Regions from separate parts of the Sus scrofa genome. Here region 2 is linked to region 1. The links are chromatin contacts, called in public Hi-C maps. All regions are on one chromosome and are shown on one strand. Each heading gives the region's core, a stretch centred on a gene start, on an enhancer-like site or on the middle of the called end of the contact. The rest is flanking DNA. Distances are from core to core; before and after follow the strand shown. Region 1 has its middle 21 kb from the start of SERINC2. Region 2 overlaps SERINC2 (serine incorporator 2).

The links. Hi-C and Micro-C count contacts between places; a contact is called where the count stands out from the background.
Region 2: a contact with region 1 is called in a Hi-C map of fetal liver, with 1.9 times the contacts expected there. The contact joins two enhancer-like sites. A contact is called at or near these places in 2 of 5 promoter capture datasets (fetal liver and liver), 16 of 47 Hi-C or Micro-C datasets (alveolar macrophages, embryonic fibroblasts, epiblast stem cells and 9 more) and 1 of 2 datasets of contacts at active chromatin or transcription factors (skeletal muscle).

What each region holds. Positions count from the first base shown.
Region 1 is chr6:87,970,986-87,978,093 of Sscrofa11.1, reverse strand. No RefSeq gene overlaps it. Among named protein-coding and RNA genes, the nearest start is that of SERINC2, 21 kb to the left of the region's middle. Within about 2 kb of position 1,258, at least 32 of the 83 cell types and tissues checked have an H3K27ac peak or open chromatin away from gene starts, as enhancers often do. A contact at or near this core is called in fetal liver, where this site is marked.
Region 2 is chr6:88,014,770-88,021,310 of Sscrofa11.1, reverse strand. SERINC2 (serine incorporator 2) reads right to left here. Exons shown (of 10, transcript NM_001244148.1): 9 at 6,223-6,438; 10 at 4,170-4,733. The coding sequence ends at 4,598. Among named protein-coding and RNA genes, the nearest start is that of SERINC2, 22 kb to the right of the region's middle. Within about 2 kb of position 3,665, at least 7 of the 83 cell types and tissues checked have an H3K27ac peak or open chromatin away from gene starts, as enhancers often do. A contact at or near this core is called in fetal liver, where this site is marked.

The sequences.
Region 1 (7,108 bases), core at 9-2,508:
TCCAGAAATATGTGTTGGTATAATTGATCTGTATGTTTCTCTCCTGGTATTTTACCCTCTTCCTACTCTCCCCATTCCCCATATAAGCAGGGCATCTGTTACTCAGACTAGAGACCTCCCCAGGCTGGAACAGAAAGAGCTGAGAGCAGAGACACCACAGGCCCTGAGAAGACCCTGCAGGTGGCAGCCAGAGCCCAAAGGGGGACCTACCAGAATGACCCCCAAACCACAGTGTGACCCCCAACTCAGCAGAACAATCCCTGTGCCCTTTACTGTGACCGGGGAGAACTGGAGAAAGACGGTGGCCCCGGAGGGCCATTCAAAGCAAAAAGGACGAGGGTGTCACCAAGGTGTTCCAGGCAGACACATGGCGGGAAACACACACACAGGGCAACCCAAATGCTGGTTCTACTTGCATTCCCATCCCACCTCAACTTCTACATCCCCCTGGGCTGAAGAAAAAGAAAGTTCTACTTCTTATACTCTTGAGTCATGGCCTGACAATCATACCTGGCCCTCAATGAGGAAATGACATCATCATTGCTCACTGACCTCCCTGGGCCTCAGTCTGTCATCCATAAGGGGTGAGGGGGCAGTTTCACATCTCTCCCAGATGCTCTGCAGGTTTCAGGCTTGATAAAAAGCTCCCAAGGACTTAATGTGCTATCTCATGTAATCCTCCCAAAAACCCTGAGAGATAAGAACCACTAGAATCTCTGCTTTACAGATAAGGAAACTGAGGCAGAAAGAGATGGGTAACCTGGTCTGAGGCTGCATAGTTGGTCTGACTGGAGTCCGCATCGCCGATCCCCAGGCCCGCCCCCTTCTCCAAGCACGCAAAGCGGGCAGGCAGAAAGTGACAATGTCTCTGAAACCACGAAGACCTGTGCTGATGACAGCGGGCGGCAGACAGGGTAGGGGTCCCTGGACAGAGCAGAGGTGAAGAGGGGTGTGACTCCGTGGGCGGCCAGTGTGGCCCAGGGAGAGGCGCAATACCATACTAGCCACAGGGACAGCCAACCAGCAAACGGTGGAAAAGCCCCGCCCCCAGGCCACGTTCAGCCGCCTAGGGAATGACCTGGCCGGTGTCAGGAGGCCCAAGACAAGTGCCAGCTCTGCCTCTAGCTCTCAGGGTGACCTCTACAAATCCCTCTCCTCCCAGGGCCTCAGTTTTCCCCGTCTGGCCCCAGTACAGATGAACCAAGGCTGGATGCACAGTAAGGGGACCGAGATAGGATCTGCAGTGCCACCTAGTGGACAAACTGGTGCGTGCCTCCATCAGCTCCCAGATCTCACAGAATCTGGGAGGATCTCACAGAATCGCCCTTCAATCTTGATCCTTGACCCAGAAAACATGGAGGAGGCCCCACCAGTCCCACTGCTGGGCCTCAAAAGAAGGGAAAGGTCAGGAGGAGGCCCAGGGGAGGCAGGAGAATTCCCGGGCCCTGGTTCTGCCCCTCAATTACTGTGTAAGCTTGTGCTCCCCTTCCTTTCTCTAGGCCTGCTTCCCTGTTTCTAAAAAGGGAGTAATAGGATGAAGCCTGATCCAGGAGGCATAAGGCTTGGTTTCCATCCTATTAATGAGCTGTGTGAACTCAGGTCAGTCTTACCCTTTCCTGGGCCTCCGTTTCCCCATCTGCACAAGTTGATGAGGCTAAATGGCCTCAGGACCTCTGGCTCTGACATTTATGTGTTTAGGGAGATTAAGAGCCAGTTCAAGGGCCTCCAAGGAGAACGTCCTTAAAGAAGGACTAGGAGTTCCCATTGTGATGCAACAGGATCATCGGCGTCTCTACAGCGCCAGGACACAGATTGGATCCTTGCCTGGCTCTGTGGGTGAGAAGATCTGGCTGTGGTATAGGTCACAACTGTGGCTTGGATCTGATCCTTGGCCTAAGAACTCCACATGCCATGCTGTGCCCAAAAAAGAAAAAAAAAATTTTTTTTTTTGTCTTTTTGTTCTTTTTAGGGCTGCTCCTGCGGCATATGGGGGTTCCCAGGCTAGAGGTCTAATCAGAGCTATAGCCACCAGCCTATGCCATAGCCACAGCAATGCCAGATCCGAGCCGCGTCTGTGACCTACACCACAGCTCATAGCAACGCCAGATCCTTAGCCCACTGAGCAAGGCCAGGGATCGAACCCACAACCTCATGGCTCCTAGTCGGATTCGTTAATCACTGAGCCATGATGGGAATTCCCAGGAAAAAAAAAAAAAAAAAATTTAAGGAAGGACTAGGCTGAAATCATTTCCCAGGGATTATGGAAGGTCACATGATATTGAATATTTATTCGGGTTTGTTTTTGGTTTTTTGGCTGCCCCCGAAGCATGCAGAAGTTCCTGGGCCAGGGATTGAACCCAAGCCACTGCAGTAACCAAAGCCACTGTAGCGACAATGCTGGATCCTTAATCTGTTGAGCCACCAGGGAACGCATATATTCAGGTTGTTTCTTGTTTTGTTTTGCTTTGCTTTGCTTTCTAGGGCCGATCCGTGGCATATGGAGATTCCCAGGATGGGGTCAAATTGGAGCTACAGCTGCCAACCATCACAGCCACAGCAACACGGGATCCAAGCTGCATGTACAACTTACACCACAGCTCCTGGCAATGCCAGATCCTTAACCCACTGAGTGAGGCCAGGGATCAAACCTGCATCCTCATGGATACTAATTGGCTTCATTTCCGCTGTGCCACCACGGGAACTTCCTCAGGTTTTTAACTTGACAGATTTACTGAGAAAACCCTTGGTGCCAGACCCTGCACAGTGTCTTGTGCCAAATAATAGCATGCAAGACAACCACAATCTTCACCCTTGAGGGAAAATTCACAGCCTAGTCAAGGGCACGGATTAGTAAACATTTACCCTCTTGTCTAAACAAGTACGATAGGATTATGGACAAGTCACAGCCATAGCAGTGTTGGAAAATGAAATATCAGAAGGGAGGTGACATGTGAGTAGGGTTTTGAAGGGTAAGGGTGAGTATAACAGATACTGCTTTTCATTAATTTATTTATTTTTTGGTCTTTTTAGGGCCGCAGGTGCAGCTTATGGAAGCACCACAGCCACAGCAATGCCAGTTCCAAGCCATGTCTGTGACCTACACTACAGCTCACAGCAACAACGGATATTTAACCCACTGATTGAGGCCAGGGATCAAACCCCCATCCTACCCGCATCCTCATGAATGCTAGTCAGGTCCGTTACTGCTGAGCCACAACAGGAACTCCAGATACTGCATTCTTTTAAAATTAAACAATTTTTCCTGCCACATTGGCTTGTGCAATCTTAGTGAAAGTTCTCTCAGATACAGAGAAGGGTGCAGAGAGGAGCTGAGATCAAGGGTCAGAGATGTCTGTTGAACACTTAATGGTGAAAAAAGAAATGTCTTATTCTGATATGAAGGAATCAAAGTACCCAGGGCAAACCTGAATTTGACCAAATCATTGCTTCGAGTTTCTTCCTCTGCTGCGAGACACAAACAAGCTCAAACTGTCTCGGGGCAAATGGCTTTACCACAGTCTCTCCATTCTTGGGATCTCTTTTGTTGACAATGTCCCATGGGATGCATTTGGATGGAGACAAGATCACAGCTGACCAATGTGCTACCTAGGCTCACAGAAACCACTTGCTATAGTTTCAGGAATTTTGCAAGCTGGCTGTTGAATAGACATTATGAAAAATTCAATTGTAGGAGTTCCCATCGTGGCACAATGGTTAACGAATCCGACTAGGGATTTCATGAGGTTGTGGGTTCGATCCCTGGCCTTGCTCAGTGGGTTAAGGATCTGGTGTTGCCATGAGCTGTGGTGTAGGTCGCAGATAAGGCTCGGATCCCTAGTTGCTGTGGCTCTGGCGTAAGCCCGAGGCTATAGCTCCGATTAGACCCCTAGCCTAGGAACCTCCATATGCCATGGGAGCGGCCCTGGAAAAGGCAGAAAGATAAATAAATAAATAAATAAATAAATAAATAAATAAAATAAAGTAAAATAAAAAATAAAAATTCAATTGTAGAATTCCCTTCGTGGCTCAGCGGTTAACAAACCTGACTAGTGTCCATGAGGACTAGGGTTCGATCCCTGGCCCCGCTCAGTGGGTTAAGGATCTGGCATTGCCAGGAGCTGTGATGTAGGTTGCAGACCTGGCTCAGATCCTGAGTTGCTGTGTCTGTGGCCTAGGCCAGCGACTACAGCTCCAATTCAACCCCTACCCTCAGAACCTCCATATGCTGCAGGTATGGCCCTAAAGAGAAAAAAATTAAATTGTATAAGTTTACAATTAGGAAATACTGAAATAGGGGTTCTCTTCATGGCTCAGCTGTTAGCAAACCCGACTAGGATCCATGAGGATGCAGGTTCGATCCCTGGCCCCGCTCAGTGGGTTAAGGATCCGGCGATGTCTGTGTACATCACAGACATGGCTCGGATCCCTTGTTGCTATGACTGAGCCATAGGCCAGCGGCTATAGCTCCGATTGGACCCCTAGCCTGGGAGCCTCCATATGCCACAAGTGCAGCCCTCAAATAGCAAAAAAAAAAAAAAAAAAAAAAAAAAGAAGAAGAAAAAGAAAGAAGAAATAGTAAAACAAAGACAATACTCTGAAACTCATGACTTTCTAATGATTTTACTACATTTTACTGTTCTCTTGAGGTTATCTGTATCTATTGTACAGGGTATTGTATCGTGTATCTATTGAGCAGTGGAAATTTGACCTAACCACGTGCTTCCATACACCTCTTCCCAACTCTATGCTGAGTGACATCACCTCAGCAACTCGGAATCCGCCAAGGCGGGAGTTGGCATATGTTACAAATCAGGGCTTGTTGACTTTCTAAATTAGCGAAAGTGATGGACAAAATATGAACAGTGCAAAACTAAACTGAAATGCTGAAGCTGAAAGAGGTTTCAGCGTAATGAATATATTTATAGGAGAGTGAGAAGAGTGTAACAGTAGATCACGTATCAGATTGAATGACAACACATTTATGGGAGAAGAGTTAGTGTCGCAACCTGGAATGCAATTCCACTTCAAAGTTTGGTTGAATTGCAGATAGTTTGACTAGAGATAAAGGATTCAGCAAAAATTAACAAAAACCTTCTGGAGAATCAACTGACCACAGGGGATTTGCAATCAAGAGTTCCCACTTTGGTTCTTTATAAGTTATGTTCTATAGACTGGTTATATCAGTAAAAAAAAAGAAAGAAAGAAAGAAAAGAAATTGTCTTTTTAGGGCTGCACCCTTGGCCTATCGAGGTTCCCAGGCTAGGGGTCGAATCAGAGCTAGAGCTGCCAGCCTACGCCACAGCCACAGCAACGTGGGATCCGAGCCACGTCTGCGACTTACACCACAGCTCACTGCAACCGCTGGATCGATCCTTAACTCACTGAGTGAGGCCAGGGATCAAACCTGTGTCCTCATGGATACTAGTCAGATTGGTTTCCACCAAGCCACAACTGGAACACCTATGTCAGTAACATTTATAGTTGACATATGCACATATGTATGTAATGTATACATTTGGATTTCTGAAGACCCAATTGACAAAAATTTGCTGGCACACGGCTGGACAAACCCAAGTTTACTAAGGTCTTGTGCAAAGCACTTTTCTGAAATTGGGCAAAGGGCTTACTCCTGGGCCTACTGGGCAGAAAGTCAAACTCTGACAGCAGGCGTTTGCAGCAAAGTAAAAGGTTTATTGCAGGCCTTCAAGCAAGGGAGTGGGAGATGAGCCTCAGATCTCCCCAAACTTGGTCTTTGAGTTAGGGGGTTTCTTTAAAGGGGAAGGAGAAAGAGGCTGGGATTAATCATCATGTGACTTTTCAGTGGCCTTTCTTAATTGTAGTTTCGGGAGTCAGAATGTCTCTGGTTTATGATCATCCGGCCAGGTGGTCCCTGGCGGGGACAGGGGAGGGGTCCGTTAGCTCCTCTTGCCCTGGAGGAATAACCTGAATTGGCACACTCACAATGTTATCTATTCCAACAACTTTAGTATCTTAACTGTGTTCTCAACAACAGCGATTTTAGTCATCTGACTCTGGTTGATGAGTGATTGTTTAGCACAGGATTGAGGTCAGAGGGGACAAGAAAGACGTTTTGTTTTTTGTTTTTTTGTTTTTTTATCTTTTTGCCTTTTCTAGGGCCACTCCCTCGGCATATGGAGGTTCCCAGGCTAGGGGTCTAATCTGAGCAGTAGCCACCGGCCTACAACACAGCCATAGCAACGCCAGATCTGAGCCGCGTCTGCCACCTACGCCACAGCTCACGGCAACGCCAGATCCTTAATCCACTGAGCAAGGGCAGGGACCGAACCCACAACCTCATGGTTCCTAGTCGGATTCGTTAACCACTGCACCACGACAGGAACTCCAAGAATAAAGTTTTGGATAGAGAGATTAATCATAAACTGGAAAGGGAACTTGGTTTCATTACTTCCTGGGGAAGTCCTCTCCACTATGGGAAGTATTTTCAAAACAAGGAGACACATCACATGCCTTCCTTGGGGACATGGCCAGGTCACAAATAGCTCTGTGGTTTTGGAATCTTTTTCAGCAATGACAATATATCTTTTCTTTTTTCTCTTTCTTTTTAAGGCCACATCTGCCGCATCCCGGGGCTAGTCATCAAATGGGAGTGGCAGCTGCTGGCCTACACCACAGCCACAGGAAGGCCAGATCTGACCCGTATCTTCAAACCAGATCTATAACCCACTGAGCAAGGCCAGGGATTGAACTCCTATCCTCATGGATACTGTCGGTTTTTTGTTTGGTTTGGTTTGTCTCTTTGGGGTGGCACAAACTCACAGCATATGGAAGTTCCCAGGCTAGAGATCTAATCGGCCAGCCTACACTGCAGCCACAGCAACACCAGATCCGAGCTGCATTGGCAAAACCTACGCCATAGGTTGTGGCAACGCCAGATTCTGAACCCACTGAGCAAGGCCAGGGATCAAATCCACATCCTCAGGGTTACTAGTCAGGTTCTTAACCCACTGAACCACAACAGGAACGCTTGTGTCGGGCTTGTAACTGGCTGAGCCACAATGGGAACCCTTCAACAATGACAATAGAACTGTGAACTGAAGTTTGGCCCTTGCCATCAGCCTCTACCTGG
Region 2 (6,541 bases), core at 2,416-4,915, 41 kb before region 1:
AGCAGAGATAAAAACCTAGAAGATCTTGGCTTTGAAATGCACGTTCTTCACGCCACACAGCAAGCTGCCAGAAGAAACACAGTGGCTGGTGGTAGGAAAAACAAAATCAGACCAACAAAAAAAAGAAAACCACTGAGGAGTTCCCGTCGTGGCTCAGTGGTTAACGAATCCGACTAGGAACCATGAGGTTGCAGGTTCGATCCCTGGCCTTGCTCAGTGGGTTAAGGATCCGGCGTTGCCGTGAGCTGTGGTATAGGTCGCAGACGCGGCTCGGATCCCGTGTTGCTGTGGCTCTGGCGTAGGCCAACAGCTACAGACAGCTCTGATTAGACCCCTAGCCTGGGAACCTCCATATGCCGCGGGAGCGGCCTAAAAATGGCAAAAAGACAAAAAAAGAAAAAAGAAAAGAAAACCGCTGAAAACCATGTAGATGCACATCAATTGAGGATTAGCTAAATTCAGCATGGAATATTCACTCAATAGAATCCTGGTCTGCTGCTTGAAAAAATGAAGTAGATGAATGGCTTTCATACGTCTGTATCGTTTTCTAGTGGGAGGGAGTTGCCATAAGTGTGCCTTATATCTGTAATTATTTTAAAGTGGATGTCAAGCTCAATTCACAGGTGTGCAAGAAACAGAGCATCTGCTCATTTGCTTTATTATTTATTTATTTAGGGCTGCACCTGCAGCATGTGCAAGTTCCCAGGCTACGGGTTGAATCGGAGCGCCCTGTGGCCTCCACCACAACCACAGCAATGCCAGATCTGAACCACATCTGCAACCTACACCACAGCTCATGGCATCACTGGATATTTGACCCACTGAGCAAGGCTAGGGATCAAACCCGCATCCTCATTGATACTAGTTGGGTTGTAACCCGCTGAGCCACCGTGGGAACTCCTGCTCATTGGTTTTATATCAAATTTCTTTCTATCCAAAGCCCCAGCCAACCAGGCTGGTGGGAAATTCAACCTCAGCCATTTTTCATTGTCCTCCCCAACACACACGGCCCCCTCTCTAGGATAGTGCAAAAGTCCTGGGGTGGCAGCAAGGCTGTGGGCAGAGCAGGAAAGATTTGCTGTCAGGGCGGGGAGGCCTGGGCACCTTGGGTGGGGCTGGGAACTGTGCTTCCACCCTGAGGCCTCACCTGTCCCCCAGGCTCTGCCTGGCTCCCCCAGCTCAGAAGGAACTGGTGCCCCCATCTTTGCTCATAGAACCCACAGCCCTCAGCCTCCTCTTCCAGTTACAGAAAACTTTTGGGGGGTCTGGGAAGAACCACCCCCGTCTCTAATTAAGTTCCTCTGAGGCCCTCACTCTCACCTCTCCCTCCGGGAGGCACCTCTGCTGCCCCCATCACGGCCTCTTCCCACTCTCCAGAAGCTCCACAGCAAACTTGGGCCTTTAGCTACCAGAGGTAGTTAGAGTGCACCTGGCAGGTAACCTCTCCCTCTCTTCGCACTGTTCCTCAGACCTCCCCCGAGACAAGGAGGTCCAGAACCTCCCTTGTGTTTGGCAGAAGAGGGAAAAAAAATTAATATCTCAAAAAATTGTCTTGTCACAATTTATCCTGCTATTAAACATATATGTATATTATATGAACATATACAGTATACATTTAGTTATAAATATACACATATATGGGGGAAGGTGCTAGAGTAATAGAAATAAGTTTCTCCTGTTGTTTTTATTATCACTAACATGAATCACCATCTTGCAAGTGATTTCATTTAGAAATGCATTCAGCTGCAAGGAACTTAATGCCCAACTAACAGGGGCTTAAATATATTGGCTTTTGTTTTCCTCACATAACAGAAGTCTGGAGTCAGGCACAGCAGGGTTGATGCAGCAGCTCACAGGTGCATCAAGGACATAGACTCCTTCCATTTTTCTGTTCAACAATCCTCAACATGCTGGTTCCTCAGGCTTGTTGCCTCATGGTCCCAAGACAGCTGCTGTGGCTCCAGGCATCATATTTGTGTTAAAATAGGAACAGGAAAAATGAATAGTGCTTTGTAAAAGAAAAGCCAAAATTTTCCTGGAATTGCTCCTTAGCATTCCCACTGGGGTCTAATTAGCCAGAAAGTTGTCACATGCCTACTTCTAACTCTCAGGGAAGCTGCAAAGTGACAGTTGGCTGTTCCTGCCTTTTCGATGGAGGCAGGAAAGGGAGACAGGGCTTGGGAATGCCTGTTGGTTAACCACAGTGTTTGCCACATGAAAGCACAATGCTTTATGGTTTACAAAATATCTACCTTTGCCATTTTACGGAAGCTGCAATTGAGGCCCAGAGAGAGCAACTGTGTTGCTTAAGTTCACGCAGTGAGAGAGTGGTGAGGTAGGGATGGAGCCGATGGAACAGGAGTGGCACCCAGAGCCCTTGCCAGCACACCACACCCTGCCCAGATGTTTGTTCTCCAACTGGGTCCAAAGTTGCTCCAGGGCAGGCTGGGCTGAGGCTGCCGCTGGTGTCTCCGCAGGGACCACCAGCCAGGCAGCAGGAGTCCAGGCAGCCTAGACCCTGGGGGATGAGGGTGCCCCTTCGCCATTAGCACTGCAGCAGAAAAGCCCGGCCCATGGAGGGCAGGTAGACATAAAGAGCTGGGCTCCTACAGCCTGTCCCAGAGGCTGACAAAGGAGGGGAGGTGACAAAGGAGAGTGGGAGGGGAGGGTTATGAAGGGAAAGGGGACGGAAATGAGAAAGAGGATGTGATGGAGAAGAGGAGATGCAGGAAAGGTTGGGGTGCAGAGGGGGGAAGGAAAGGAAGGGAGGGAGGGAAGGGGAGGATGTGTGGAAGCCTTGATGCTGGACAGCAGGGGACGAGGGGCACCTGCCTCCAGCTGCTGTGCCCTCTATTCCATCCATGAAAATCTTTCCAAAATAACCATCTGACCATGTCACGGCTCTGCTCTAGACCCGCCAGGGCCTCCCCATGATCAGCTTACACCTTCATTGCCTCTCTCCTGCTCAAAGACCCTGCATGGCTCCCCTCTACCCTGAGGATAGAGTCTGGTCTCCTCACCATGGCCCTCAAGGGTCTGTGGGACTCTGGCCCCACCCATCTCTCCAAAGGTCACAGAACCTCCGGATCCCCCCGCATGCTCTCTCTGCACCCCAGCCACACTTCATTGCCCACTTGTCCTCCAACACCCTGCCCTCTTTCTCTTGCTCACAGGCCGTGTCCTCTCCCTTGGGCATTTTCGTTCCTCCTGATCTGGGTGCCTCCCACTGTCCTGACGGGTGCACTGGCAGGTGACTTCTCAGTGCATCTGTGCTGCCTGCCCCTTCCCCCCACGACCGACCCTGGAGCTCCTTAGAAGCAGGCTGTGTCCCTGCCCACCACGCCCCAGCACCCAGCAAACCCCAATCTTGTCAGTAGCTCTTTGGTATCCCCAAAGTGGAAGGAGTGGCTGACCCATGGTGGGGCATCGCAACACCAAGAGCAGGCTCGGGGCCCCAGCCAGGAGCCTGTCCACGCCTCACTGGCACCTTCAGAGGTGGGTGGGCCGCATCACCTGCTGGGAGTGGATGGGGCTTTTCCATCTGATGAATGAGGAGCCAGGGGCCCAGAGGGCAAAGACTTGCCCAGAGCCTCACAGGAACCTCACATCTTCTGCAGACGAGCAGATAAGGCCTGCCTGGCCCACCCCAGAGCACATGCTCCTCCCACCATGACCTGAAGTCTAGGGAGTGGTTAGATTCCTCTCTGAGCTCCTCCAGCAGCCAGCCCAGGGCAGGTACGAACCGACCTTGGCAGGAAGAAGAGGAGGGTGGTGACAAGTTCTTCAGCAGGACCCTGGAGGCGGGTTAGAGGTGGCAGGACCTCAGGGTGGGCATGGGTAAGCTGGCCCAAAGACTGCCTCTCAGCCACTCCGCATGACCCCCTCCCCACCCTGACTCTGGCCTCATCATCCCCCTTGTGGACATGGCCCCAGGCCCCCCTTTTCTGACCTCCCAGGTTCCCTTTCTCCAAGCCCCTCCTTCCTCTCTAGGCCCCACTCCCAGGATCTCCATGAACCAGGGGACAGAGCAGGCCTCTCTGTCTGCCTTTTGAGGCCCCTCATGGTCTGACTCCTACAGAGCAGCACCCCGGCCCCAACATTCCGTTCCCAGCCCCCACAACGGTCTCAGCAGGGACAGGGCTCATCCTGAGGGTGGGGAGGCACAGACATGGGAGGCACGCGCACTGGCTTCTTTATTGGCAGAGTCTTAGAGACTCAGTAAGGCACAGAGTCCAGTAGGGGGACGGGGCGCCCTGGGGGACGTGGTCAGGAATACCTGGGCCTAAGTGCTGGGCACCCCATGGAGGCGAGCGCTCCCCTTCTCTGAGCAGCTCTCAGCATTTCTCTCCTTCAGGACCCTCTCCTGGGGAGCCTTAAAACAAGGGGCCCTTTTTTCCCAAGAGGGCAAGTGGGGGCAAGGGGAAATGAGGCAGCTGGGGGAGCGGGGGAGCAGGAGGGACAGGCCTGATGCTCCTCCTCCCCGAAGGCACTAAGAGGGTCCCAGCTCAGGGGCATGTCCCGGAGGTGGGGCAGGGTGAGGGCTCAGCCTGGCTGTCACTGAACCCCGAGGCACCAGGTGGGCTGGCTGCAGGGGGCCTCAGCTGAAGTCGCGGTTGGGCAGGAGGAGGGGGGCTACCAGGGTCCACAGGTAGAGGAGCAGCCCGGCCCAGCTGGCACAGATCTTCACCCACACGGCGGTCCACGTGCTGATCATCTTCCGGGTCTCACCGGGTCTGGAACACACCACCATCCCAGTGAGCCTGGTCCCTGATCCCGTGACCTCAGTCCTGGCCTAGACTTCACCTCTGGCTCCTACCCTGTAACTCTAGCCGGCCCCCATCTCTGATACTTTTGACACTTAGCTTTAAGACCCTACATTTAGCTCTTGACCTTGTACCATAGACCTGACCCTGACCTCAATGTCAACCTTGACCCCAATCCTAGGCTGTCATATTGTGACCTGATTCTGGTCACTTACTTTGCAATCTTAATTCTATGACCTCACTCCGGTTCTCTGACTTTGGCACCCTGAAGCTCCTGACTTCAGTCCTGACCTCTAACCTTGACTCTGACTCTCAATCCCATCCATAACCCTATCCCTGACCTTATAACCACAGTTCTTTCCTTTTCTTTCTTTCTTTTTTTTTTTTTTTTTACTTTTTTTTTTCTCTTTAGGGCAACTCCTATATAGAGGTTCCCAGGCTAGCAGTTGAATCGAAGACATAACTGCCAGCCTATGCCACAGCCACAGCTACACCAGATCCGAGGGACATCTGTGACCTACACCACAGACTGTGGCAACGCTGGATCCTTTAGTCCACTGAGCAAGGCCAGGGATAGTGGTTGGGTTCTTAAACTGCTAAGCCACCATGGAAACTCCTCACACAGTTCTGATATCGCTGATCTCAATTCTGACCCTTGGCCCATAGGCCCCAGTCCTGGCCACTAATCTTGTTACTCTGAACTTAGCTCCCTGGCCTGGCCACTTCAATCCTGGCTTTCTGGCCTCATAACCCCAATTTTAACCAAATGACCAAAGTTGTAATTTTTTTCTTTTTTTTTTTGCTTTTTTTTTGCTTTTTAGGGCCGCACCTGCATATGGAGGTTCCCAGGCTAGGGGTCTAGTAAGAGCTACAGATGCCAATCTACACCACAGCCACCCAGTGCAGGATCCGAGCCACATCTGCAGCCTACCCCACAGCTCATGGCAATGCCAGATCCCTGACCCACTAAGCAAGTCCAGGGATCAAACCCACAACCTCATGGTTCCTAGTTGGATTCGTTTCTGCTGGGCCACAATGGGAACTCCCAAATTTGTGACTTTATATGGCCCCAACTCTTGACTTCATGATTCCTATTCTTGACCCTGTGACTTTGACTCTGACCCTATACCCTAATCCTAACCTTCCAACCATGAATCCCAAATCTGACCCCATAACCCAAATCGCCACCCCTGATCTGTAAATCTGGTCTGCCCTGCACAGACCCACCCTCACCACCTGTGGTCCACACTAGCCAGGCACTTAGCAAAGGTACCAGCTACTGAGCAGACGAGGCACTGGTGGGGAAACTGGGGCACAGATGGGGCGGGCACCATGGTGGGTCCTACGGAGACGCTTCCACACCCAAGCCTTCGGCAGGCAGCAAGAAAACCCCAGAGGGGGCAGAGGAGAGAAGCCATATAGCCCACTCCACACGGGCACTGAGACTCCGTCCTCGTACCTGTACCAATTGGTGAGTGTCATCATGACATGCAGAGAGGCCAGCACCAGGCAGAAGTGGAAGAAGGAGTAGCTGTAGGTGACTCCGTCCTGCTCGTTGTCGAAGGCCCGGCCCTCGCTGACTGTCACCTGCTGCTGCTGCGTGGCCTCCAGCACCGGCGGGCACTCCTCTGTCTGCATCAGGCTGTTCACCTGCCGGTGGTCGGAGGAGCGCAGGCTGTGGGGGAGGTAGGAGGGAGAGCGGTCGTCACTGCCAAGGTGGGCAGGTGGACAGCATCAGAGGCCTCATGCCCACCATGGCATTGGTCATAGTGACTGTG